2 separate regions of the Zea mays genome follow, and region 1 is linked to region 2. Evidence: chromatin contacts called from public Hi-C data. All regions are on one chromosome and are shown on one strand. The core of a region is the stretch at or near the end of the contact, and the rest is flanking DNA. Distances in the headings are between cores, read along the strand shown.

What was found. A called contact is a pair of places that touch in the nucleus more often than the background predicts.
Region 1: a contact with region 2 is called in a Hi-C map of ear, with 2.6 times the contacts expected there. The contact joins the promoter of LOC100280644 here to the promoter of LOC103627645 in region 2. A contact is called at or near these places in 2 of 25 Hi-C or Micro-C datasets (ear and tassel).

What each region holds. Positions count from the first base shown.
Region 1 is chr5:210,857,496-210,861,551 of Zm-B73-REFERENCE-NAM-5.0, reverse strand. LOC100280644 (ribose-phosphate pyrophosphokinase 4) reads right to left here and starts at 1,616. Exons shown (of 6, transcript NM_001153562.2): 1 at 1,402-1,616; 2 at 893-1,304; 3 at 733-801; 4 at 480-608. The coding sequence starts at 1,535.
Region 2 is chr5:210,472,737-210,476,576 of Zm-B73-REFERENCE-NAM-5.0, reverse strand. It overlaps LOC103627645 (3-hydroxy-3-methylglutaryl-coenzyme A reductase 1), which reads left to right and starts at 2,506. Exons shown (of 4, transcript XM_008647942.4): 1 at 2,506-3,630. The coding sequence starts at 2,792.

The DNA of each region.
Region 1 (4,056 bases), core at 367-2,866, 390 kb before region 2:
CCCACTCGGATTTCGGGCTAGGTCCGCCCCTGGATGAAGTGGTACACAAAACACTTGTTGTGCAGGCTACCAAACACTAAATGTTTCCCTGTATGAAGTCCAATTTGCAATGCGGGCTACCAAACATGATCTATGCACGTGCAAAGACAGGTATACAGGCCAAACCAAACACCACGTTGTTGCATTACGTTAGGCTGGATTAGCCTAGCCTGCACTAGGAGTCTAGGACCTTATGCAATCAACCAGTCAGACCCTATGTGCATTAAAGAGTATAACCCCCAGAATGGCACGACAATGTGCCCCTCTGCTGCTGTATCAAATGTATGAGATAGATAGTATTTCCTTCTTCCTTCCATGCTGTAGTATACGATATCGTATTTCCTTCCAGACTGAATAAATGCTAAGACAAGTAGATAAGTAAGCATTGCCATCTACTAGAACTACCATGAAGAAGCAATAGAATAACACATCCATCATACCTGGCATTCTCTAAGAGTTCCCCCAGATTGCACTAAATCATCAACAATAACAACATGACGGCCTTCAGGTAGTCCTTCCTTTATACGAACTATTCTCTTGTCACCTTCCCGAACCTTGTTACAGACTATCTATACAATCAAACAGACCAACATGAATGAAATCTACGACAAGAGAACTGAGTAATTCATGACAACACAAGGTATGTGAAACAAACAAAAGATGACATCCAAGCAAGAGAAGGCAACCGCTGACCATTGGAAAGTGCTGTAACAGCTTGTGGAACCGCTTCCACGCACCGTCATCTGGAAAGGCAATGGTGATCTGCACGCAACATGCCATGGGTCAGGACTGCAGTAAGAATTTATCCCTCAAAAAAAAGTTTGTTCGCACATTAGTGTATGCCACTACGCACATTTTCTGCGTCCGGGAGCTGGCGGAGGCGCTGCAGCAGGAGCGGGATCCCTGTCTCGAAGCATGGCAGGACGTCGTCCCCGAAGTAGAACCTCTCCTGGAGCGCGTGGATGTCGTAGATGACGACGCTGGTAGGCCCGCCGCGCGACTTGGGGATCATCGAGAGAATGCGCGCGAGGGTGAACGCGGTGGCGACATCGCCCTCCTCCTCAACGCGCTCGAATGAGCCCGTGGGGAAGAAAGGCAGCACGAGAGTGAATGAGGCAATGAATAGCTTGGGCAGCGCGAAGATGACGGAGATCTGCTCGAATATGACCGACGGCGAGCTGAAGGAGGCCAGGAACGCCACGTGCTGCCCACGGATGTCGTGCGCCTTGTTGATGAACAGGTTCGGGAACCCGTCGTCGAAGCTCCTGGTGGTGCGGCATCACATAACTCGAGGAATCAGCTTGCTCCACGAGATAGGTGAGGCGGGAAGAGGAAGCGGAGAGAAAAGGTAGGGTGGCGTACCGCCAGTTGATGGATTGGAGCTCGATGGCGTCGGAGCTGGCGGCGATCTTGAGGGCGAGCTCCTCGCATTCTGAGCAGTAGAAGAGGTGTATGTGTTTCTTCGCCTTCTGCTTCGCGGCGACGACGACCTCCATCTGCGGGTTTCGGCGGCGGCGGGGACTGGGGAGTGGGGAACCAAAAAGAACGGCGCGGGGAGGGGCAGACTCTGCTTTGACGGAACAGTTGGGGGTCGGGCGGTCGGCTTTATCGAGACGCGAAGTGCGCAACACTGCGAATATTTTCTTTGCTTGATTTTTGGAAGAGTCAATTCCTTTGCAACCATTATAAAAGATCCAAATTCCATATGAACCACTGGAATTTCTACCGTTCGTCCCATGCCATTGTCCAAGATTTTTTATCCCGTTTAAACCACTGCCGTCTCTTTTCGTGGTAACGGACGTTAACAGCAGCGAGGAAGGTCCGTTTTGCCCTTGGCGACTTGAGTCAAGTCCTTGTTGTTCAGGCCGCCGCCGCTCCCAGTTCTCCCGTGAGGCTCTTCTCTCGTTCGTGTCCCCCTGTTCTCCCCGCCGAACCCTAGATTCACAGCACCAAGGATGGGTTAAGCGAGGATGGGGAATCATGGTGGAGGACCAAGGTCCGGATTGGCGGGCGACATGGCACCGATGAGGTCCGACGACTGGCCTTCATGGCTTCCAGATGGGTAAGTGTGCCTCTCATCAGTCTTCCTCAGCTGACCAGCGGTTGGGGCGGAGGGCGGAGGCGGGAGGCGCCGGGGATCGGGGCCTGTGGGCTCGAGGTCGCGGCCGCGGCGGTGGGGGCTCGAGGCAGGAGCTGCGGCGGCGGGGGCTCGGGGTTGGGGCCACGGCAACTGGTAGGCCTCGGGGGCAGGGCTCTGTGTTCATCTGATTGAGTGTGTTTGACTCTGTTTTTATGTGCAGGTGAAGAAGAACCCACATTTGCATGAGTGCCATAGTACAAGGAGAAAAGGTCAGGTGAAGGGTGCAACCAAACATTGGCATTGTCAGTCCCTATGCCTTTGTCTATCATGATGCCATCAATGGAGGTTGCAGACAAGGAAGAGAATCAAGAAACAAAAAAAGAGGTGGCAGGACATGGGAAGAAAAATAAGAGAGAGCCAGAAGTCATCGGATCTCCTGCAATGGGAACTAGAAGCAAAGCCAGTTGCAGTGGCAGTCCTGCCATGGGAACTAGAAGCAAAAGAAAGCTCAATGTCTAATTGGAACTAGGTAGTCTTTTGTACTATTTTTTGGGTCTACTTGACTAGAATTGTGTTAATGTAGTGCTGTGGTCTATATGACCAAAACTGTGGCATTCTATGACCAAAACTGTGATGCTATGGTCTGGATGGCCAAAACATTGATGTATGGTCTGTATAACCACTTGTGTTTTCAATTTGCATTACTTTGCCATACATCTGGACACTGTTTATGCCATACATGTGGATACTGTTTATGTCATACATCTGAATACTGTTTATGCCATACTGGGCATTGGTTCTAGCACCAAGGTTTGGCGCCAAAACCAGAGCAGAGGGTCTGCCTCCTGTGGCAAGAAAGGGAAGATCCAATTTCTTTTTCACGGACCAAACCAGGGGCACACTGGTCCTTTCGTAATCCTGTTACCATCCGTTAGCACTAAATGGGACGGCAGTGGTTTAAACGGGATGAAAAATCTTGGACAATGGCATGGAACGAACGGTAGAAATTCCAGTGGTTCATATGGAATTTGGATCTTTTATAATGGTCGCAAAGGAATTGACTCTTTTTGGAAGCCTAAACCCTAGACCCCAGTCCCCAGCCGCGCTAGAGAATCAAAGCGGCCTGCGATGTGAAGATACGGCGACGCGAACAGTGTGGGGGAAGAATGCGAATTTCCCGGTTTTACGCGTACACCGTACGGGCATAGGTCGTATGCGACACGCCGACACCGAGACGGATCGGCATGGAAAGCGCCGCCGGCTGAACACGGCTACGGAGCAGACGGGTTCTCCTCCATGGCCCTGCCATCATGAAGCACGCAGCCATCGGCCATCGTCATACGCATACCTTTTCTTTTTTTAAAACCCAAGCAGGAGGTCTGTTGGACGAATTCATAAAGTAAGGCGTCTGTTGCTTGTTCCATTTTTTTTTACAAATGCTCCCTTTAAACACCTTAAAATCATCTACAGTACTACTGTACATGTCCTAAGACCATCGCCATACCTCAATAGATACGACCATCGTCATGCCTCAGAATAGATACGCCATGGCATTACTCATAAAGTTCATTTTCCTGTATACGTCAAATCATCATTACTAAAGTGACTAGTGAGAAACATCATGACTCATGTGTATTAAGGGCATGTACAGTCCTAAAACGATGGTTCGGTTTTCCAAATCTAAGTGACAATTAAGAGACTGTGATGCAATTTTAAGGCTCTAGATCATAAATACAGTTAATAGACAATATACCTTTTTCAATTGATCTTCTAAAAACCCTATATTAAATAGGGTTGTAGATCTCCTAAGGACTCTACTTAAATAGCAGAAGTTCAGACTTCAAAGAAACACGACAACCATGACAAATTGACGAGTTGGCAAGCATCAAAGAGTAAAAACTGACATGGGGCTGGTTTGTTCCCCCACTTTACTGGTG
Region 2 (3,840 bases), core at 1,257-3,756:
GCAACAAGCAAGCACATAGACACAGCTGTGCAGAAAACTAATCTAGTGAATCTCTTGTGTTGATTTTCGCTACCAAGCAACAATCTCTTGGTCTAAGTTTCTCCATATGGTCTCTAGAAAAGATGCTAAGGATAGCTCACCTGAAACTGAAGATGCCAACAAAGTACTGTCTCCAGAAAGTAAGAACACTTTGCTGAACTGCTTAAGCAAGCAGGCACTTGTAGTTGCTACACATGAGAGTGCAAAAAACTTGCCTATTGATTATATCAAAATGCTTTTGCCTTGTTAAGAAGAGATGTGGCTCAAGGATCTCCAGGTGAAGCGACAACTTCTACACCACCACCAGCACACTTCATACTTGTTGTCATGTCTCTCCTAAAAGCTTTCTTAGTTTAGGGTTTTAGGGTTTTAGGGTTTAGGGTTTAGGGTTTAGCGACAACTTCTGCGCCCTTTCATGGAGAGCCGGTGCGTGGTCGACGGAGAGAGAGTGGATCTGAGCGCCTTCCATGGAGACCGAGGTTGGGGTCGCCGTGGACCGCGCCCTTCCATGGAGAGCCGGTGCGTGGTTGGCGTGGTGGAGGGGGAGGGCGCGGACGGTGGCGAAGCCATGTGGTGAAGATGTGGACGCCCACGGTATTGGCTTATAGAGTAGTAGAGATTTATATTTTTATTGTCCATCCATTTTAAACATAAGACTATTTTAAACTATTATATTTGTCTATTGTGGGTAGTTTAGTGAGATTATATTGTTTTAACGATTTAATTTAGTCTGTTCTAAATTTTTTTTGACTCTGACCTTGCTCGTACCACTTGTATACTTGGTATACACGATAGATATGATTAGGGGCGGACCTAGAGGATAGCCTAGGTAAGCCTTCGACTACCGGAGAATTTGGCTCCAAAACAAACTAGTACTCATCGTTTAGGTCTAAAGAAACAAATCTATGCATCTTGCAGCCTAATTAGATGAATTAAATGTATTAAGAGATATTTTGTTTATTTTCTGCTCATATATTGAATCGGTGAAAATTATATATATGCGGTACCGAATTATACATAGTATTATATGTCAAAAAAAATTGTGCTCGACTACCTTAAATTTAAATTCTAGATCGGGCACTGGATATGGATATGATAATGTGTCCATTTCCACGTAAATGTCACTTTGACTTCAGGTAGTGAGCGCTCGCGCACGAACCCGTCCTCCAATGTCTTGTCGCCTGCTTAACACAGCCACTAGCTTACGTTGGGAACAATTCAGTCATGCGTTTAGCGCTTCAGACGGCTCACCAACAGGTGTCATGATCGCCGCACCCTGGACGTCGGCAGACGCCTTCGTACACAAATCCATCGTCACGGCGGCAAGCGGCGGAAGTGAAACGGAAAGTCTGACCAAACCTCTCCGTCCTCTAGCTTGCAAGGAAAGAAAGGAAACGCTGAAACAGTGGGCTCGCCGAGGCGGCGGCGCGGGCACCGTGTCCGGCCCCTGTCCGCTCGTTTGCCAACATGCGAGTCGCGTTAAATTACAATGAGATTTAATACCCTTCCAATCTTTTTCGTTCAAGATACAGATAAACAAAATTTAAGGCTATCTTCATCAATATTCTATCTTATTGTTTAAACTTCACTCTACAAACAATGTTATTTACAGTTAAAAAATATTTTATATAGCTATGTACACACAAACACATACTTAAAATATACATTTATCCACATCAATCTACTCACTAAAATTAATACTAAAATTTAAAACGTATATAGTATAAGCATATAATATAATCTTATCATGTAATTTTGTGGTTTTTACTGCTCATCATGTTTTAATATAATACTGTTTTGATGGAATATAATACTACTTTAAACTATTACATATATCTGTGAGTGATTTAGTAAAATTATACCGTTATACTAGTTTGATTTAGGTTGTGTTTGGTTGGATGCACATGGAGGGATGAAAGGAGGCGGCCACCATTTCAATAGTGTTTGGTTGATGATGTGTTTGGTTTGGCTTTTGGCTTTGGCTTTTGCCCCCTAAAAGCCAAAAGTCAAACCAAAGGGTTGATGCAGGGAGCGGTTTTTTTCTAAAAGCCGACTTTCTCGCAGTGCAAAACTGAAAGCATCCTGGACCTGCTTTCAGTGGCTTTCGGATGGAACTGTGAAACATATATCGAAGAACTTTTAACGGCTTTTAGTGGTTTTCACCAAACGTTTTTTTAGCTTTTTAACAACTTACAGTCAACAACAGCTTTTTCTACAGCTCACAACAACTTTTTTTACAGCCACACAGTCCAACCAAACAGACCCTGAGAGTCACGTAGAGACGAAATAAACCCCGGATTAGTTTTTGGTGGCGGTGCAATCCAAAAAATCGAGGAAACGATGTCGCTCCTGCCTCGTTCTATTTTGACCTCAAATTAAACACATTCTTAGCCTCTGTTAGAAAAAGTTTAGGCTCCGTCACTGAATCTACTCCAACACCGAAACAGCCCCGTTTTAAAGTGGAACATGTCCAGACCGCCCGTGTCCGCCTCTTCCGACGCTGCGGCCTTGCGGATTCCGTGCACACCAGTGCGAGAAACCCCGCGGCCACTCCGCGTCCGTCCGATCAACGAATCGAACCCCCAGCAGGCCGCACAGCGCCGGTCCGGCATGCTACGCACTCTCCCGCAGCACCGGCAGCACGCACGGCACGACACACAATCGTCGCACGCGCCCCCGGTTCTCGCTCTCCGCTCGTAACCCCCTGACGGTGGCCCGTGGCCGGTTAAGCCCGAGGCCCGAGCGGCGGTGGATGGACGTGCGCCGGCTCGGAGGCCGCATCGCGGCGGCGCTGAGGGCGCTCGGCGCGGGGGGCTCGCTGTCGCTGCCCATCCCGGCGTGGATCACAAACGCCCTTGCGATGATCTCGCTCGTGCTCTCCTCCTGCGACCTGCTCCGCCTCTGCAGCGACAGGGACCGCCGGCTCCGGTTCTCGCTCGGCGGCCGCGAGTTCGTCACCGTGGTCTGCCAGCTGGCCTCCATCGTGTACCTCTTCAGCCTTTGCGGCACCGGCATCCCGTCTGCGGACCCCGAGACCCCCGCCCGCCGCGACCAGGGCGCCGGCTCCCCCGACCAAACGCGCGCCGCCGACGCGCCGGAGACATTGCATGGCGGGGACGAGGAGATCGTTGCCGCCGTGGTGTCCGGGGCGCTGCCGTCGCACCACCTCGAGTCGCGCCTCGGAGACTGCCGCCGCGCGGCCAGTCTGCGGCGGGAGGCGCTACGGCGGATGACGGGGCGGGGCGTCGACGGGCTCCCGCTCGACGGGATGGACTACCAGGCTATCCTGGGGCAATGCTGCGAGATGCCCATCGGGTACGTGCAGTTGCCGGTCGGGGTCGCCGGGCCGCTGCTCCTGGATGGGAAACAGTACCATGTTCCCATGGCTACAACCGAGGGATGTCTCGTGGCTAGCGTCAACCGCGGCTGCAGAGCCATCGCGGCGTCTGGGGGCGCCGTCAGTGTGCTGCTCCGGGATGCAATGTCTCGTGCGCCTGTCGTTAAGTTGCCGTCGATAAAGAGGGCAGCGGAGCTCAAGGCGTTCGTCGAGACAATTACCAATTTTGAGATTCTGTCTGCTGTCTTCAATAGGTAAACATCCTTTTCCATTTGTCGACCTGAAGATTGCTTGCTTACTTAAAATGGGATATGAATCTGCTTAACTAATACTAACTACTTATAGAGGACAGTGCGGGGGTACACTGATAGTAGTTAAAAATGCATTCCCTTGATGCACCTTTTAAATATCCCTTGTGCTGTTTGACTATTGTCATGATGTTGGCGGCTAGAATGACATGGTAT